Regions from separate parts of the Mus musculus genome. Here region 2 is linked to region 1. The links are chromatin contacts, called in public promoter capture Hi-C maps. All regions are on one chromosome and are shown on one strand. The core of a region is the stretch at or near the end of the contact, and the rest is flanking DNA. Distances in the headings are between cores, read along the strand shown. Region 1 holds the start of Sv2b (synaptic vesicle glycoprotein 2 b). Region 2 holds the start of Klhl25 (kelch-like 25).

Region 1 (4,888 bases), core at 2,237-4,736:
TGCAGTAGGCTTACTGCACCACAAAGAGCTGATAGAGTCCTCAGATCCCCCCCCCCCCATACTGCTTTCTCCAAAGGACAAAGCAGCAAGCTGTGATCTTTATATTAAGCTTTTGGATGGAAGCCCTAAATAAATTCACCATCCAGCCATACGTAAATGCATTCCATCGTGCACTGAAGGTCAGTATATTTCCAGATGATCCCAATCCTTTCCGTAACCACAGAGATTCTTGCCAAAGAAAAGAGAACATGAGCTAGTGGGGACAACACCTGCCGGACTGTTCACTAAAGGTGACTCTGCTTCGTCTGGAAAAGAAACAGGTGTAAACACGGTCCTCCATCTGGGGGCTAGGAATCAGAGTCACCGAGCTTGCCTTGCAGAGATGTATCCCTCTGGCTTGCTGCATTAGATCCTGTTTTGAACTGTCCAAGTACCACTTCCTACCAGATAACCTTCTTTTAAACACGGAGATTAGGAACTCAGCCAAGTCCTTAAACAAGAAGTCAGTGCTGTATCTTAAGCGACAAATATATAAACAGAAATCATGAAGCAAGACAGCAGTGACCTTTTCATGTTATCCTCAGACAGTTCTCACCACCATCCCCCTCATTCACACAACTGGGCTTCCTGGGTCTCTTTCTTGTTCTCTTATGTGTTTGTCTCTTGTCTCAGGCTTTTGCAGGTTCTGTTACTCTACTCATACCGCCTGGCTTTCTCCCTCACTCTCACCAGAGTTGGTCAAGATGCCCTCATTATCAACTATCTCTCTGACCACATAGATAGCAGATAGATATGAAAGAGATAGATGATAGATTAGATAGGTAAATAGATGATAGATATGAAAGAGATAGACAGAGAGATGATAGAGATGATTATGATAGAAGGGTAGAAAGATAGATAGATAGATAGATAGATAGATAGATAGATAGATAGATAGATAGATAGATGGATGGATGGATGGATAGATAGATAGATAGATAGATAGATAGATAGATAGATAGATAGAAGGATAGATAGATAGATAGATAGATAGATAGATAGATAGAAGGATAGATAGATAGATAGATAGATAGATAGATAGATAGATAGATAGATAGGAAAGAGATAGACAAATAGATGATAGAGTTGATGACAGACAGACAGATAGATAGACAGGCAGATAGACAGACAGATAGACAAATAGATAGATAACAAACCCACTCCAAAACTTGCAGCACTTCTCATGTTTCTTATTCTACTTTATTTTTCTCCATCTCAGCTCCTGGGCTAAAATACTAAATACTTATTTATTTGTTCAGTAATACACTTGCACACACACACACACACACACAGTTTGCTCAATGCTACAGTTGCCACATATAGAGAAGTGCCTGTCACATGGTAGGAACTCAATGAACAAACTTAAGTAGCAACTTCATGCCAAATGATCACTATATGATGATTGTTAAACGATGAGCAAATACTTTTAAGTGTGTGTGTTACATATTTATCATGACAGTGTCGTTGCTTCCATTTTACAGATGATGAAATCAAGGCTCGAAGAAAGGCTAAGATACTTGCCAAAGACCAGCTCTCTTAGAGCAGTCAAGGCCACACTACCCACAGTGTGCCAGGTTATTATTCAAACACCTGGTGCTTTCAGTTACAAAATGCATGTAAGGCACACCTCTGGCAAAAGAAATAACCCACCAACAATGTTGGCTTTTTGTCCCACAAGTTGATCTGCTCTGAAACTCCCTTAGAAATTGCAAGAGTCCCTGCCTTTGTGAAAAGCTATTTCAATACTCCATTGTCCTGAAACTTAGAGAAAATACTTATCAAGAGAACAAAAGTAAAAAGCCGGACCTGCATTGGTGTGCTTTGCCCTCAGTGCAGCCTTCAGAGTGCCTCCTTGACACTAGTCTTGTTCTGCTAACATCAGCTCTGCCTTCCCATCAGCCGTGATGGTGATGGAATGGGAGAGGGTTGCAGGATATTCAAGAGCAATGGCTCAAGAAACAAAACCAATCCCGAACTGGTCACACCTCCTTACTACAGGTGTTTGTCCCCCACCGGGTGTGAGCCTGTGCCACATTAGGATTTTGTTTCCATCACCTCTTCATCCCTAAGGATCAATGCCACCTCTGACACATAAAACCGTTGGGCAAGTATTTGCTGACTCAGGGAAGACGCAGATTGTGCCTCACTCACCATATCAACTGCATCTTCTAGCAAGCCGCCTCTTCTGCAAAGGGCAAGGGAAAGCATAGAAGAGACCGCCAAGCTGGTTGCAATGTCTAGTTCCCCACCATCCACACACCTCTCACCCCTCACCTGCCCCTCCTTGAGACCCAGAGCCACCCACATTCACCTTCCAAACAGGCTTAGAAACCAGCAAGCATCCCACAGCGTCCCACCCTACCTTACCCAACACATCTGCATCAAGTTACCTTTAAACGGAGCCTGTTTGCATCTGCAATTTCTGGATAAAAGATAAAAGCATTTGGGCAGCTGGATCTGCTGTACCCGACAGATGAGAAATCTACCACTGGTCTGCTGCGGAGGGAACAGCAGCGCCTTGCTCCTCCCTAGCTAACGGCATTTGCTCACCCATCCCTGCAAAACAAATCATGTTCTTTTCCTTGCGCTAAAAATCCATCCAGAAAAAAAAAAAAAAAGAAAGTCCCTAAGAAACGGCTCCCACGCCCGCGGAGGGCGCCCTCAACACAGAGAAACACACACAAACCCCAGTCCAGAGCCAGCAGGTGTGGGCACGTATTTAATCTGTTCTCTGAGAAAAAGCCAACGAGGAGTAAGGTTGAACTAAAGGGATGTCCAGGAAGCATGTGGAAAGCAGCTATAAATGTCAGTAGCCCAAGTTGGGAAACTATTTACCGCGCCAATAGTTCATGTGCTTTCACTCCAAGTCCTGGGGAAGGCCACGTTCAAAGAAGCGCGCAGCCCGGGGCAGCAGCAAGTGCTCCTTTTTCGGTGCGCTGCTTTCCAACTCTGCTGCCCTTTGAGGCTTTTCCTAACAACCGCACCCAGAGGTCCCAGCACGGGTCTCAGCATGCCAGGCCTGGGAGCCCCGCACCACCGCGAGAATCGCCGTCCCCTACCTGGGTGGAAAATCCGCAGCGAGCCGGTCAGCAGCCGAACACCGTAAGTCTGGGCGGCAGCTCAGGCTAACGCGGTTGGTAATCCCAACCGAGGCAGGCTCTCCCTAGGGCACACCTGCATCGCCGCGCCCTCGTCGCCTTCGCTGCTGCCTCCGCTGTGCAGAGCCTCTGTGCAGCGCGCTCCCAGCACCCTGCAGCACCCCAGCCCTCCCGGGGCTCCTGAGTCTATTTAGAAGGATCAGCCAGAGCCTAGTCCAGGCACTGTGTTCACTGCGGAAAGCTCTTTGCTTCTAACTCCCTTTCAGATCCAAGGAGAGGAGTTCCGGATAGGTTGGAGGGGAGCCAGAGCCCACTCCCCGGACCCGCCCTTTCTGGATTTGCGGATGAACAGACCTGCAAACGTCTTATTCTATTAGGTTTGTTCCCAACTGACTATAAATATCTTGGTCTCTCCACCCTCCCACCTAAGGCGCCAAGGCGCATAAGACTCCAAGCTCTGTCCCCAAGCTCGGTCTTGGACTGGGGGTGTCCTCGGATTATGCCATCCCCAAACTACCCAAGATAATAGATGTTGACAAATCGTTCTGGTCTTCTTAACTCCTTTGGAACTGAAAAAGAGCTTGCTTGGCCAGCGGAGGGTCCGGGGGGTGGGGAGGGGATGAGGAAAATTTGGAGGGTTTAATATATTGGAGAAAGGCTCTAGCTGTTTCCTTCTTACCAATGCCACACGCGCGCGCACACACACACACACACACACACACACACACACACACCCGGCTCACAAACACAATGCAGCCAGCCTGGGAAGATTTTCCCAAAGCATAGGGTTCCTTCTAGAAGGAAATAAAGTCATGAACGAAGTCACCCTGGAAGTTCAAAGTCCAAATTAAACAACAGTACAGGGGCCTAGTCTTCTGTAGTGTCTGCTAAGTACCTTCCCTAATTGCTTTTCTAACTGTGAGAAGGACAACTATGAGAACGATACCATGACCAAAGGCAGTTTGGTGGGGAAAGAGTCTACTGAACTTACGTATCACCAGCACAATCCATTGAGGGAAGTCAGGGCAGAAAATGAGGGAGAGGCAACTGGGGAACACTGCTTACTGGCATGTTAGGTCTCCTTTCTTATTAAACTCAGGACTACCTGGTCAGGACTGGCACCATTCCCAGTAAGCTGGACTTCCCGTATCAGTCTCTAATTTAAAAACAAAAAAAAAAAAAAAAAAATGCCCTCACAAAACTTACCTACAGGCAATCTGATGAAGGTATTTTCCCAACTGAAGTTGCTCTTCACATATGTGTGTAGGTGTGTGTTGTTAACAAAACCAACCATTGTACCTAATTATGTCAAAGTGGAGGCAAAAGAGAAGAATCTTGCCTTTTCTCCACTCAATACTTCTGCCTCCCCAAGCTCTTCACTTCTATCACCCCCTCCAGCTACAGAAGGCTTCTCTCAGCTCCCCACCTCTTTCTTAGCCTGGGCTTGACCCTGAACCACCTTGCAAGGGCTTCCCTAGTTCCCCTCCCATAGTTGTTCCCTAAGGTGTAAGTCTAATCTTGGTTCCTTCCTGACTAAAACCAGGCCATTGGCTTCCCTTTGTCCTTAGAAACACTTCTTCCTCGTCGAGTGAACAAAAGTGTCTCCCCACTGACATCAACAGCTTCCATGCTTCACCTGATCCATTCCCCTCTACCCATTCCATTGAGTGAGAACTTGAAAGGACAATCCAGATAATTTCCTTAGTAATTCAAGGAATTTATGAACACCTACACATACCAGAGAATTAGGA
Region 2 (4,847 bases), core at 1,045-3,544, 540 kb after region 1:
AAATTCAATAACTCAATACATGTTCTTGGCTCTGATTTCTTTTTATTGGCTATATTTGCTTTTAATGTATGCCACTACCTAATTTAGGCCCCAGAGTTGAAGACTGAAACAGTGATAATGTGAGCCAGATTTCTGATGCTTGGCATGTGTAAGTTCACAGACAGTCTTAAAAAAAAATACTCAATGCTTATGAACTTGCTAAGAATCAATTTTGCATGGGAGGCTTCATCCAAGCAATAATTATATAAATGCTTTTGCTTTAGGAAATTGGCAGGGCACCTATAACTATAAATGCTGACTGTCATTCATTTAATGAAACAATTATTTGATGCTGCCCTGTCCCTTTGGAAAGTTTCTTGCCAGCACATTAGACCACCGATCAGCTCTGGCCAAGGCTCCTCTTAAATATGGGAACCCTTCCATCTTAAATGTCTCCAGATCTAGGCGGTATGGAGACACCCTCTTGAGCATTTACTGGCTCCCAAGCCCTCCATCTTTACAATAATCCTGTAGGAAAGGTTTAATGATACTCCTTCTGCCTGCAAGAACCATCCATCAGAGCATCACATAGTGGGGTGTGGTGCGGTGAGAAGAAAGAAGCCGATGGAACTTCAAGACCAGATTACAAGGTCTCAGAATTATAGCACACAGGCAGGCAGGCAGGCAGGCAGGCAGGCAGGCAGGCAGGCAGGCAGTCTCTCTCTCTCTCTCTCTCTCTCTCTCTGACATAGAAATCTAGAAAATATCCTCCCTCCCTTTTTTTTTTTTTTTTCCTTTAAGACAGGGTTTCTCTGTGTAGCCCTGGCTGTCCTGGAATCAACTTTATAGATCAGCTGGTGTGGAAATCAGATTGGCATTCCTCTGCCTTGTGTGCTGGGGTTAAAGGAGTAAGCCCCCACCGCCCAGGTCTAGTAACTCTTTTAATTAATTAATTAAATGTATGTGAGTACACTGTAGCTGTACAGATGGTTGTGAACCTTCATGTGGTTGTTGGGAATTGAATTTTTAGAGTCTCTGCTCGCTCCGGCCCAAAGATTTATTATTATACATAAGTACACTGTAGCTGACTTCAGACGCACCAGAAGAGGGCGTTCTCATTACAGGTGGTTGTGAGCGCCACTCCCCAGCTCATCTAGTAACTCTTAAATGAACTAATGGATGCGTTGGGCAAGTGTGATGTCTACTCTTGATCCTCAACTTGATTATATCTGGAGTAGCTAAAACCCAAGCAGCTGGGCTCACCTGTGAGGGATTTTTTCCTGGTTGGATCATTTGAGATAGGAAGACCCTTTTTTTTTTTTTTTTGAGCCAATTTCATTCTTTTTTTTTTTTCCATTTTTTATTAGGTATTTAGCTCATTTACATTTCCAATGCTATACCAAAAGTCCCCCATATCCACCCACCCCCGAAGACCCACCCTAAATCTGGGCACCTTCTAGCGGCAGCCTGGAAAAAGGACCTGGAAGAAGCAAGCTTTTGCTCTTTGTCTGCCCTTAAGTTTCACAGGTAGGGTCATTCTTTCATTGTATTATAGCCAACTTCTTCTGAATTCCAAGGTATACTGAAGACCAGCTGAAGCATCCAGCCTCGTGGACTGACAGTTGGACTCTCAGACGTTATATCCGGAGACAGCCATTGTTGGGCTACCCCGGCCACAGCCTGAAAGTTACTCTAATAAATTCCATATGTGTGTTGTATGTATGTATGTATGTATGTATGTATGTATAGATATAGATTTACTCTATCAGTTTTGTACCGCTGAGAGTTCTAATAGTGAAGGATATTTGAAGGGTTAAAAAAAAGTTTAGGAAGAAATTTCCACCGGCTTGACAGAACAGCTGAAGCTTAAAGTCCTCTCCCTTGAAATCTGGGAATTCCCAGTATAGACAGGGATTCGTGTCTGTAGAAATTCCCTCGCATCGAAACTAGCCGGGAGGGAAAAAGGATTTCCTTAACATAGGAGCGATTAGATTGCTGGTCTTTAAAAAGATCAACAACGGCTGTGATTCGGTAACAGAAAGAAGAATGCGTGTGATCGACAAAGACCTTCCTTAAGAGAAGCTCTAGAACAGGTCGTGTTGCTTTCTCCCAACTCTGGCCACCAGAACAGAAAGGCAATGGCCTGTCCCTTTAAGAATCTGGTGGCAGTCGCTTTCCTCTCCCCGCCCCGCCTTCCGCGGCACCGATGGCCTGGACGACCGTCCCTTTCTTCTCACGCGACTGTATTACGGGTCAGTCGACCCATCCGTCACAGAGGCGCGGTTTATGATTGGTTGCTGCGCTTCGGGCCGCGAGGCGGGGCGGGAAGGCCGGAGAAACTAGTTTGTTGGCAGCGCCCGTGCGGTTCGGCTACGGGATCGCGGCCGGGACTGGTGAGCCGGCCGGGGGCGGCGGCAGCGGCGGGGACTGCAGAGCCTGTGGGGCCGCACGGTGAGGATCAGGTCGGAACTTGTCACCGGGACAGCGAGCGATCCTGCTCGAGGATCGCCGGGCAGGGCGTAGGACCGCAGGCCCAGTTCACTGGGTCGGGGAAGTGGGTGCTGACCTGGGAGCGCCCCTCGATCGAGCTTGGGGACCCCGTACTGTTATGTTCAGAGCTCCCGCCAAGGGAATGAATTGTTTTCCAAACGGATGTTACGCGCAGGAGCGGCTACCCTCTCCCGGGAGTGTTTGATTCATTGAGTCCGCTGATTCTCTTTTTTAAAAAAATTACTATTGATCCTAGAAAGAGGAAACTGCTTGTCTTCGAGGATGCGAACCGTGCAGCTTTGTGCACACACCTAGCCAAGGTCCCCGCGACTTGCTTGTACCTAGCCAGGGCCGAGGGGTTAAACCAGGGAAGAGTAGACAGCAGGGCCTGGCCGTGTGGCCCGCAGCATAGGGTCCTTCCTGTCTGGAAAGTTGTCTATCAAGGGAGAGTGGTGACACTCCCGGAGCCATACGCCCCTACCTACCCAGGTGGTGGCCGATCTGGCAGGGCCGTAGCAAGTAGTCCACCCCCCCCTCCCCCCGCCATCCCATTCCCCTCCTCCCATGCGTTGCCCTGGCGCGAGAATTCCGCTGTGGTCTGCAAATCCCCACTGGACTAGTCTCCTTCATAGCTGTATTAGAAGCTTTTTCCTACTCGGGAATTGTGCCTACTGGGGCACCAGACACTTGGGTGCAAGTGCCTCAAGGACCTCAAAGTGGATTCTCACAGTCTTACTTTTTTTTCTTTTTTTCCTCTCCCGGTTTTAGTCTTGTTATAAACGTCAGGCCAGCCTTGAGCATGAAATCTCTGGTCCCAGTCTCCTGAGAGCTGGGTTTATAAGCAAGTGCCACCTTACCAATCTGGGAGACTTTCTAGAGACTCGAGCACAGGAAGTTGGGGGGAGGGGCGGACTCTCGGGGGCTTTGTAGTTCATCTGTACTTTGGGGAGACCAGAGGCCAAGTTGCTTTGGCCAAGGTTCATTGGGCACTAGTTCTCCCTCCATGCTCAGGGCAGGACAAGGTATGCCAGATGTCTGGGCTCTTCACCCCTGGAGTAAGACGGGGAGGGAGGGGCACTTGGCACCTGACCCTCTAGTTTGCTGAGCCTCTTTCATAAGCGGCACAGTTATGCTGGGAGGACTTTTTATGGGTGTTGCTGAAAGCTTGTGTCAGGGGACAGAGGAGGGAGGACCCACGGTGCTCTTATCCTACAGTAGATTTGGTCCCTCTAAGACAGGGTTGTGGAGATCACAGGCTTTGTCTGTGGAGATGGGCAAAGTCACTTTTGTCCCAGCCCTGTAATTATTGATATTTCAGCTGAGTCCTTTATCAGCAAGCCAGTCCAGGGAGATTGTTCAAAAAAATTGTGGAGGATGGACAGACGAAATCTTTTTCATGGGCATCGAACTGCAACTGGGTTCCTTGCGCCATGCAGCGGTGCAGGATCCGTGTGCAAGTTGTGTGTTCCACGGTGGCTCAGTTCCTGTTGATGGCATCTTAAGCCTGTGCCACCAGTGTAGGGAGAGAAAAGTAGGAAGACAAAAAGAAATGCCCCCGTGTGCGCTGTAAAGTAAATGCATCCTTCCTGTCTTAGAGGGAGGAGGGCGGCCTGGAGCAGTGAGCTTGCTATGTATGCAGAGACGGCTTTAGTCAAACTAATCATTTGAGCAGATGATATTGAGACCCTGCTTTCAGAAAGGAGGAGGTGCTGGCTCATGGATGGGGACCTTGATACATCAGTTTGCAGAACCCCAGGGAGCAGGTAACAGGAAGCTGGAGAGAAGGATGAAGGCTTCTTGGAGAGAGAAAAGGAAAGCCAGCATGAGCCTACCAAACCTTCATTCCATGCCCTGGTTGCAGCCATTTTTTCTAGCCATCCATCCACACTCTCCCAGGGCCAGCTCTAGGATGGGCAGCTGTCCAGGTTCATTGGAGGACCTGGCTTCCCAGCAGCTTCTGGGGGCTCCTGCTCACCAGCTCACTGCCTGGGCCCTGAGTTCTTTATTAGCTGGCAGTGTCAGTGTGCCCTGGGCAGGACACACACACACACACACACACACACACACACACACCCCTATAGAGCTGGCACAAGCCAACAGTGGTGGGCCACAAATGAATTGGCCGATTGAAATGCTAATGCAGTAAGTCCTCTAATGTGGTAAATTTCATAATTGAGTTGCCTTGCTGATCTGCCAGTGAATCCTTTTCGAGGCCAGGAAACACTTGGGAGCTATGTGAGGATGGCCAGGCAGAGGCAGAACTTAAGCATCCCAGCGTACAGAAACCGCATCCCAGCAGGACTTGTGATGAGTCTGCTGCTGTCTGGCTGCCACTGCAGGCTTTTTCTCCTTCTCAGCAACCGTGCCCATGCCCTGAG

What was found. Promoter capture Hi-C pulls out the DNA fragments that hold promoters and counts their contacts.
Region 2: a contact with region 1 is called in a promoter capture Hi-C map of pre-B cells, with 2.8 times the contacts expected there. The contact joins the promoter of Klhl25 here to the promoter of Sv2b in region 1. A contact is called at or near these places in 3 of 39 promoter capture datasets (the C10 cell line, embryonic stem cells and pre-B cells), 1 of 484 Hi-C or Micro-C datasets (pre-B cells), 2 of 115 datasets of contacts at active chromatin or transcription factors (bone marrow-derived macrophages and large pre-B cells) and 1 of 9 other capture datasets (macrophages).

The regions. Positions count from the first base shown.
Region 1 is chr7:75,305,776-75,310,663 of GRCm38.p6, forward strand. Sv2b (synaptic vesicle glycoprotein 2 b) reads right to left here and starts at 3,487. Exons shown (of 13, transcript NM_153579.4): 1 at 3,099-3,487. It overlaps 1500012K07Rik (RIKEN cDNA 1500012K07 gene), which reads left to right and starts at 2,927. Exons shown (of 3, transcript NR_045814.1): 1 at 2,927-3,141.
Region 2 is chr7:75,846,044-75,850,890 of GRCm38.p6, forward strand. Klhl25 (kelch-like 25) reads left to right here and starts at 2,295. Exons shown (of 3, transcript NM_001122780.1): 1 at 2,295-2,430. Gm51489 (a long non-coding RNA gene) reads left to right here. Exons shown (of 3, transcript XR_003946804.1): 3 at 1,557-1,669.